2 separate regions of the Mus musculus genome follow, and region 2 is linked to region 1. A link is a contact called in public promoter capture Hi-C data. All regions are on one chromosome and are shown on one strand. Each heading gives the region's core, a stretch centred on a gene start, on an enhancer-like site or on the middle of the called end of the contact. The rest is flanking DNA. Distances are from core to core; before and after follow the strand shown. Region 1 has its middle 26 kb from the start of Gm25215. Region 2 holds the start of Kif5c (kinesin family member 5C).

What was found. Promoter capture Hi-C pulls out the DNA fragments that hold promoters and counts their contacts.
Region 2: a promoter capture Hi-C map of embryonic stem cells shows a contact between it and region 1, with 3 times the contacts expected there. The contact joins the promoter of Kif5c here to the enhancer-like site in region 1. A contact is called at or near these places in 5 of 39 promoter capture datasets (embryonic stem cells, hematopoietic stem and progenitor cells, liver and 2 more), 2 of 484 Hi-C or Micro-C datasets (both in embryonic stem cells), 5 of 115 datasets of contacts at active chromatin or transcription factors (bone marrow-derived macrophages, embryonic hindbrain and embryonic stem cells) and 2 of 9 other capture datasets (adipose tissue and liver).

Annotation. Positions count from the first base shown.
Region 1 is chr2:49,370,549-49,374,501 of GRCm38.p6, forward strand. No RefSeq gene overlaps it. Among named protein-coding and RNA genes, the nearest start is that of Gm25215, 26 kb to the right of the region's middle. Within about 2 kb of position 1,288, at least 2 of the 459 cell types and tissues checked have an H3K27ac peak or open chromatin away from gene starts, as enhancers often do. A contact at or near this core is called in embryonic stem cells, where this site is marked.
Region 2 is chr2:49,617,758-49,621,756 of GRCm38.p6, forward strand. It overlaps Kif5c (kinesin family member 5C), which reads left to right and starts at 1,529. Exons shown (of 26, transcript NM_008449.3): 1 at 1,529-2,030. The coding sequence starts at 1,905.

The DNA of each region.
Region 1 (3,953 bases), core at 38-2,537:
CTATACAGTATCTGCCTGCATGTATGCCTGCATGACAGAAGACGGTATCAGGGTTACAGATGTGAGCCACCCTGTGGTTGCTGGGAATTGAACTCAGGACCCCTGGAAGAACAACCAGTGCTCTTTATTACTGAGCCATTTCTCCAGCCCAACATCTATTTCTTTTCTCTCTTTTTTTTTTTTTTTGAAAATAATGCATACATTTTATTTATGCACATTTCCTGTGAGCTATAGATTCTTTTTTTTCAACTTTTTCCAATTTTTTATTAGGTATTTTCTTCATTTACATTTCAAATGCTATCCCCAAAAGTCCCCTATACCTTCCTCCCACCCTGCTCCCCTACCCACCAACATCTATTTCTTAAAAGTGTTTGTTCATCTGCCCTACCAGAATGGGAGGAAGGGATGTAGGTATTACTTTGCTACTGTGTTTCTGTCTTGGGGTTTTATTGCTGTGAAGAGACACCATGCCAATGGCAACTCTTATAAATGAAAACACTTGATTGAGGATGGTCTAGAGTTCAGAAGTTTGGTCCATTGTCATCATGGCTGTAAGCATGGTGACATGTAGACAGACATGGTGCTAGACAAGTAACTGAGAGCTCTACATCTGAATCCATAGGTAGCATGAAGAAAGTGAGCCATTGGGCATGGATGGCTTTAGTATCTGAAATCTCAAATCCCACCCACAATAACATACTTCCTCCAACAAGGCGGCACCTCCCACAATGCTACTCCCTACCGCCATAGTCCCCTAGAAGAGATGCTGGCATATAATGAATAGTTAATGCTTGCTTTCTAATAGAAGATTTAATTAATGAAACACAATAAGATAAACTTTGATATTTATAGGCTTTGTGTGCATGAAGATCGCTTAGCAGATCTCCTCAGTGATAGATACTGGGTCTGGGATGTGGCCTTAGATATGCATTTCTTATGAGTCCTCTGTGGTTTGATGCTTCTGGCCCACAAAACTCACTCTAAATAGAAAAGTTTTGCAATAAACTCTTGAATCTTTCTCTTCTGATCTCAAAGACTTGATGTTTGGGTGGTATCCAGACAGCATCCCAAGTATCCAGTTATATCTATGATGACTGTATTTGAAATATTTTCTGGCCAGGAATAACACTTTTTCAAAACCAGTTCTCCTAGAGAAGAGAGATGTTTGAGCCTTCTCCAAAGATTACAGAGTAAAGAAAAGAGCATACAAAAGGAAGCTACTGTTTAAAGAGAGCCAAATTCTGCTGGATACAACTCAGCGGGAGCCAGTCTCCGAATTAGACTAACAAAAGCAAGCACAGATCATTGCATTCTGTAGGAAATCTTCTAACTATAGGGCGAGGAACAGTGGGGTCCTTGAGAAGAAGTCCTGAGAGGCGTGTCCACTGCCCCTTCTCTGCTTACATTTGGATGTTCCCCCCCAGCTCATTTTTGATGTGCTCCCCAAAGCTTATTTATTGGGTATCTAATCCCCAGATCCCGGAAGTCCTTCTAGAGTCCCAGGAGAGCATCTGTTCTCATCTCATCCAGTTTTTGATGGTTGTTGGCTTTTTGTTTTTGTTTTTGTTTTTGTTTTTGACTTGTGGCCACATCCTTCCTATCTCTACTCCAATTATTACATCATCTCCTCTTCTGTATTTCAGTTCTCCTTGTGTCCTTTTCCCTGATGATGACTCCAAGACTAAGATAATCCCACATAATTTCCTCATTTTAGTGACAACCAAAGCATGAAGAGTCTCATCCACCCCTTGGTTTTGTTTTTGAGGCAGGCCCTCAAATAGCTCAGGTTGATCTCATTCACTATGTCACAGAGGAAGGCCCTGAACTCCAGGTACTGCCTCGCTCTCCCAAGCTCTGAGATTACAGGTATTGGTCACCCTACCCAGCAAAAATAGAGTGAAGGGAAGAGATGCACAGAGGTTTGTAGGAAGAACCATGGGAGGAAGGCATGCTGCTAGTAGCCTTCGGTGAAGAAGATAAGGGACCAGTGTTCTGGCATTATGCCCCCCCACCCCCACCCAGTCCCTGCTTCCCTCTCCTTTTAGCCAAGTCCAGCCAGGGTTTTAGCTGTGGTTCCCAAAGTCAGCCTCCCTCCAGCACACAAAACGAGCTCTAAATGGAGGACCTACAAGGGCATTGAGAGACTCAACACTAGAATGACCTAAGGCAGCTGCAGGAGGGAAGAAGGGGGGCAGGGAGGCTAAGAGGCAAGTTCTAGGGCCACAAGGCCCTTTGGCACTGCTCCTCATGCTGCCAACTTCAACCATTTAAAGTAAAGCTGCCATTAGATAAGCAGCTGTTGTTGACAGAAGCAGGCTGTGCTGGTTAAAGAGAACCAGGACCCTGAAGAAAATACTGTCGCCTGCAAAGATTTATCCAGATGATATCCTGTCAGCATGGATGCACGTGCATTTCAGGAGATAGCCAGACTCCATAGCTACACAATGCTCCCTTTTTCCAACTAAGATATTATGGGATTATTCTCCATAATTACATTATTGAAGGCTAGTATAATTCTTCTTAAAAATGATTTTTAAAGATCTATTTATTTTATTTTATGTGCATGGATGTTTTGCCTGCATCTATGTCTGGGCATCATGTGAGCGCCTGGCGCTGAGCTCTAGCCCTGGGACCCATGCGAAGCTGCTTGTACTCTTCAACTCTGAGCCATTTCTCCACTCCATGCATTTCTTTGAAAAGTGGGTGTTCATATGCTGTGGTGCAGATGTGGAAGTCAGAGATTCTCTTCACCATGGAGGTTCCAGAAATCAAACTGTGGTCATCAGGATTGGCAACGGGAGACTTCACCTGCCGAACCATCTCACTAGCTACTAATTTTTTTAAAAGCTATATCGTATCCTACTGCCTACTTTCTGGATCTTGGGGTATGAAATCACCAGGAGACTTCACCTGCCGAACCATCTCACTAGCTACTAATTTTTTTAAAAGCTATATCGTATCCTACTGCCTACTTTCTGGATCTTGGGGCATGAAATCACCAGGGCTCCACTGTCATGCTAGACTAGGGTCTGACAGTTGCTTGGCTCTTTCCCCACCCTGAGCCCACCTTTCCCTGAAGGGCTCCCAGGGACTCTGGTTCATCCACAACCAATCTATTGTTGAAGGACAACCTGCTGTGGTACTCCAGAGGCTGTTGCCTTACAGTTAGCTTGGGTCTTTCCTGTCTCTCTTCACACTTCGATCCGCCATAACTCTCTCCTCCCTCTCCCCCTACCCAGACCGTGTAGAAGCCCCAAACACATTTACTATGTTAAGGTATTCCTAGCATAATGTTAACCTCCCTCCCTAGGGTTTGTTGTTGCCAGAAAGTTTTGGTGTTTTTTTAAATCCCAAAGTGTAAGTTTCAGGCATTAGTAGATCCTAGAGAAACCCGAGACCCGTTGCTTAGGCTACATCGTAGGCTCCTAACAACATCACCTAATTCCAAAGACCAGGCCGTGAATCCAGGGTCAGACTCCATGTCTGACACCTAGGCCAGAGACCTAGGTGGTCAAAGGGCAGTAACTTCCACTTTTCCCACAAGCAACCGTCATATTTCCCATTCCTGAGACTCTATAGCCCATTTCAGAGACAAGTACTTGTGCTGCACCCCAATAGTGTCCAGAGCTGCCTAGACTCAGATTTCAGAGCCCTTCTTCCCAAATATCTGAACAAACTCAGGGCTCCAGAAGCTGAGAATCATTAACCAGGAACCAGGGGCTCCGCCGGCTCAGAATCCTCATAGTTGGCTTCTGACAGCCAAGATCAAGCCTCTTAAGCAGGGCTCAAGGTGCCCAGCCAAGGTGGCCAGAGCTGGGCAGGAGTGTCCTGCCTCTAGATAGCATCTCTAGGTAATGGCAGAAGGTGGCTCTGGAGGGAGTGGCTGATCTGACACTTTCCTGTCATCCCTTGGGCACTTGACCCTTTACTAACGTTTAGTCCATTGCCTTGAC
Region 2 (3,999 bases), core at 279-2,778, 250 kb after region 1:
AAGGACCCTGGAACAATAAGTAAGGACAACCAGCTGCAGGCCATCTGGGAAATCCTTCTCTAGAAAGTCTTAGGATTGAAAGTTAGTGTTGACAAAGTCCAAATGGACACAGCTATGGACCAATGCATTCTCCCGGGAGGTGGGAATACATCAGGTTTCTTTCAGGAAACTTCGTACCACGAGGTTCCTTCATAGAGTTACAAAGCTTTAGACTCTAGGTTATTGTGCCAGAGGTAGATGCTAGGCTAACCCCAGTTCATGGCATAGACCTACCCTAATAGGTTTCAAACTCTTTGAAAACCCATACACCCTTATCTAAATTGGAGAATGTCATCCACAGACTGTTGGCACTTAGTTTGCTGATAGGTGGGAATGGATCTTGAGTAAGAACAGAGTCAGTACAAAGACCATTGTTCCTAAGGCAGTCCTAGCATCTACCTGTTCTCTGGCTTGGCAGTTTAGTAGCTTCTTGAATATAGCAAAGCAAGTTGTGCTCTTCTAAGCTCTTCATTTGTTTCAGTGGCTTTGGCCATGTTCCTATTATCTTCCATAGGGCCCCCGAGATACTTACTGATTGATGGATGGGAATGAACCAGTTCGGCAGGGCAAATGGCCCTGAGCCAATATCAGAAACAAAGCAGGACAAGTGGAATAGAAGAAGTCACAAGCAGTTAGAATCTGTTAGATTGTAAGCATGGATGTTATAGGAGAGGAGGGAGCCTACAGTAAGAAGAGAGACCTGTATGAGAACCTAGGCTTGTCTTAGATTTGATCTTCTATACAATCTGTTCATTTCTGCAGGATTCTAAACATCATTAGAAATTGATCTATGATTGCTTATAACAGAGCTCCTGTTTTCTTTCCCCCTTTTTCTTGTTTTTGTTTTCTTTTTCCTTTTTTCTTGTTTTTGATTTTGGGATTTTTTTGTCCCAAGTTGCCTTCTGAACGCTGGGATTCCAAGCATGCACCGCCACGCGACACTGAAATGTTCCTGACTTAGGACTCAAAAAACCGACTTCAACCCTCAAGCTCTAAAGTAGCATGCTAAATACGTGGGTGTGTGAATTTGTTTTCTGACTTAGCGTTGCAGTGATAAAATCCTTGATTTTGATCGGATGTGAACAATTTTGAATTACCTATGTTCAAGCATTTCCTTTATAACTGGCTTCCATGCAAATCTCATTTCCTTCCTGCTTTCCCTAGGACTCTTGCAAAAACTCTACAACACAGGGAAACGCTCTGTGGCTGTTCAGTTGTACACTGTGCTGATAAGTATTTTTCCTTTCAGGAAAAGATGTGACCTGGTTTTTTATAGAGTTTAGCTGGGAATATTAACTATGACTTCCATTCTGTTCTTGGCTTGTGGAGCCCCATCAGTCCTGCAGTTCCCGGGGGTCCTCTCAAGCTAATCCAAGCCTTGCCCTCCCACCTGCAGGTAGAGTGGCGACTACAAGTCCCGGGATGCGCCGCGCTTACACCCAGGGTGAGGCGGATCTCTGCAGTGACGTCACCGTGCCGAGGCGGGGCAGAGGGGCGGGCCTGGAGGTGCCGGAGCACGGTGGTGCTGATGCAGGATGGCTGAGCGCGACCGAGCCCGGGAGGTCTGAGCCGGGCGGGGATTGCTCCCTGAGCATCGCCTAGTCCGCCCGCCTCGTGGTTGCGGGCAGGTGGGCCGGGGGCGCAGGACCGGGCTGGAGGTCAGCAGCAGGGCGGCCCACCTGATACGCTGCTCTCCTTCCCGGCGGCGGAGCTGCGGGGCGTCCAGCGCAGGCTTGAGATGACCTGCTGAGAAGCTGCGGGAGGCGGCCTAGCAGCGGGCAGCGGTTGGTTCGCGGCCTCCTCGGTGGCGCTGCCCAGCCGGGCCCCCCACCCCATCCCTGTGCCCCCTCCTGCTGCGGCCCGAGATGGCGGATCCAGCCGAATGCAGCATCAAAGTGATGTGCCGGTTCCGGCCCCTCAACGAAGCGGAGATCCTCCGCGGGGACAAATTCATCCCCAAATTCAAAGGCGAGGAGACGGTGGTGATCGGGGTAAGTGGCCTTGGTGTCTTGCCCCTCCTCCGGCTTTGCACCATAGCCTGAGTGGGGATCTTCCGGACGCTACCTCCGACATCCCAGCGGGGCTGGGTTCGCGGGTGGATCGTAAAAGAGCCCTTGCCTGGTGACTCCCCCGCGGCGGTGGTGGCGCGGGGCGGCGGGGGAGTGCGAGGTCCGCCATTGTTCGCGGGTGGGGGCTCGGGTGGGCCTATTGTTCCCACTCTAGCCGCCGCGTGGGCAGTGTTTAGGCTTGCCAGCAAGTAGGGATGCCCAGGTCTTGGTCAAAAGTGTCAGCTCCACAACCCACAGATGCATCCAGGCATTCCAGGGTTCGATTTGTCTCAAGACCTTAGTCAAAAAGGTATGGAGGAAAGGTGCAAGAAAAACAAAATCTCCTGGGCCCTCCATAGGCGGTTTCACCTTGCTCTCTTGTGGAAGGTGAGGAGTGCTCTTGGTGTCTCTGGGAGGTCTCTTATGTTTCCTGCTTCCTATCATCCCAATTGTCCTGGATTTGTGCTTTCTGTGGACTACCCCCACCCCCACCAGGTCCTTTCTCCCTAGTGTCTGCAGATAGACTCATATGCTTCGTTCTAGATGGAGAGCAGATTCTCGAATCTGCTAAGAGAGGGAGTTCCCAAATAACCCTCTGTATCAAGAGCAGAAGTTACTTAAGCAAATCCAGAGTCTCCCTTTTGATCACCTTTCCCCACCTTTCCTCCCACAGTGTTTTCCCCAACTTAGCTCCTTCTCTGCAGCCTGGCTACGGGGAAAGGGAGGGAATACTCCCTTACAGTTCTTAAGGGAGTACACCAAAGGAAATAAACTAGTTTTGTCCGCGCCCCCTTTCTTAACCTGCTCTCCCTAGAGTGTGTGTCTCATGGTGCCCTCTTTGTATTCGAGCCGCGTGGAGAGGGACTGAGTTAATGCGAGCCTCTAGGTCCCCACTGATACGTTCCTGGCATCCCGCTCCAGGCTGCTGATGCAGCCTTCCCGTCTCCAGCATTGATTAAGTGATGTCATCTCCATCACTGAGCATGCTCGGACTACCCCCTCCCCCCCATTCCCCCAGTGACTGTTGTATTTAGGTCAAGTGATTGACAGGTGACAGCTTTCTGGGTGTATAGCTAGAGGACACCTAGCCTTTTTCAAGAGCGAACCCTGCGGTTCTTCACTTAGTCTGTCCCCAACATCTTTGGCAAGGTTGTCTGCTGCAGTCGCTGCAAAGGTCTTGGACCAGCAGATGCTAGTCATATTTTCCACCATCCTGGATTAGAGGCCAAGCCCTGGCCTGGGGGCTTCGTCTTGTATTATGTTTAAGAAGGCTCCTCCCACTCCCTGCAGACTATGATCTTTTTCCTTCCCGTTTTCAGTTATAGGAAAACGCAGACCTCTGAATACTCTGGATGAGCAACCACTTATTCTGATATCTGACCTATGGGGAAGGGCAGGGATTTCCTCCTCTGTGCTTAGGGTTAACCTGCAGAAAAGCTGTACACTACAATTATTGATGAGGGAATTCTATACTTAATGGCATATATGGGTTAGTGAGATAGCCATGGCAGCCTGGAGCTAGGGTTACAAGTAGACTGAGATCCCATCATTGTCTGATCTGCTGTTTCCTCAGTGAGGTGTGGTTCAATTAGGAGTGGCAGTTGCTAGGGACTTCTAGTCCCTCCCTCTTGGCTTGTAACAATTTTTACAGTACTGATTGCTCAGTGCCTGAAAATGTTCGGGTGACCTTGTGTTTTGTGTTTTGTTTTCTCTCTCCATGCTTTAAAGGGCCTGAAGTGTTTCTCAAAGCTAGCTCTGCTTCCCTCTCCTTTTTCTGCCTTCTCCTCTCCCACCTTCCTCATCTTCTACAAGGATCAGTGAAGTAGAGTAATAAATCCCCTGTGCAAAGCAGAGATTCTTAGCTTTATTACTATTAATCACTCTATTACTGTAAGTATTCCAGGCTTAAGTG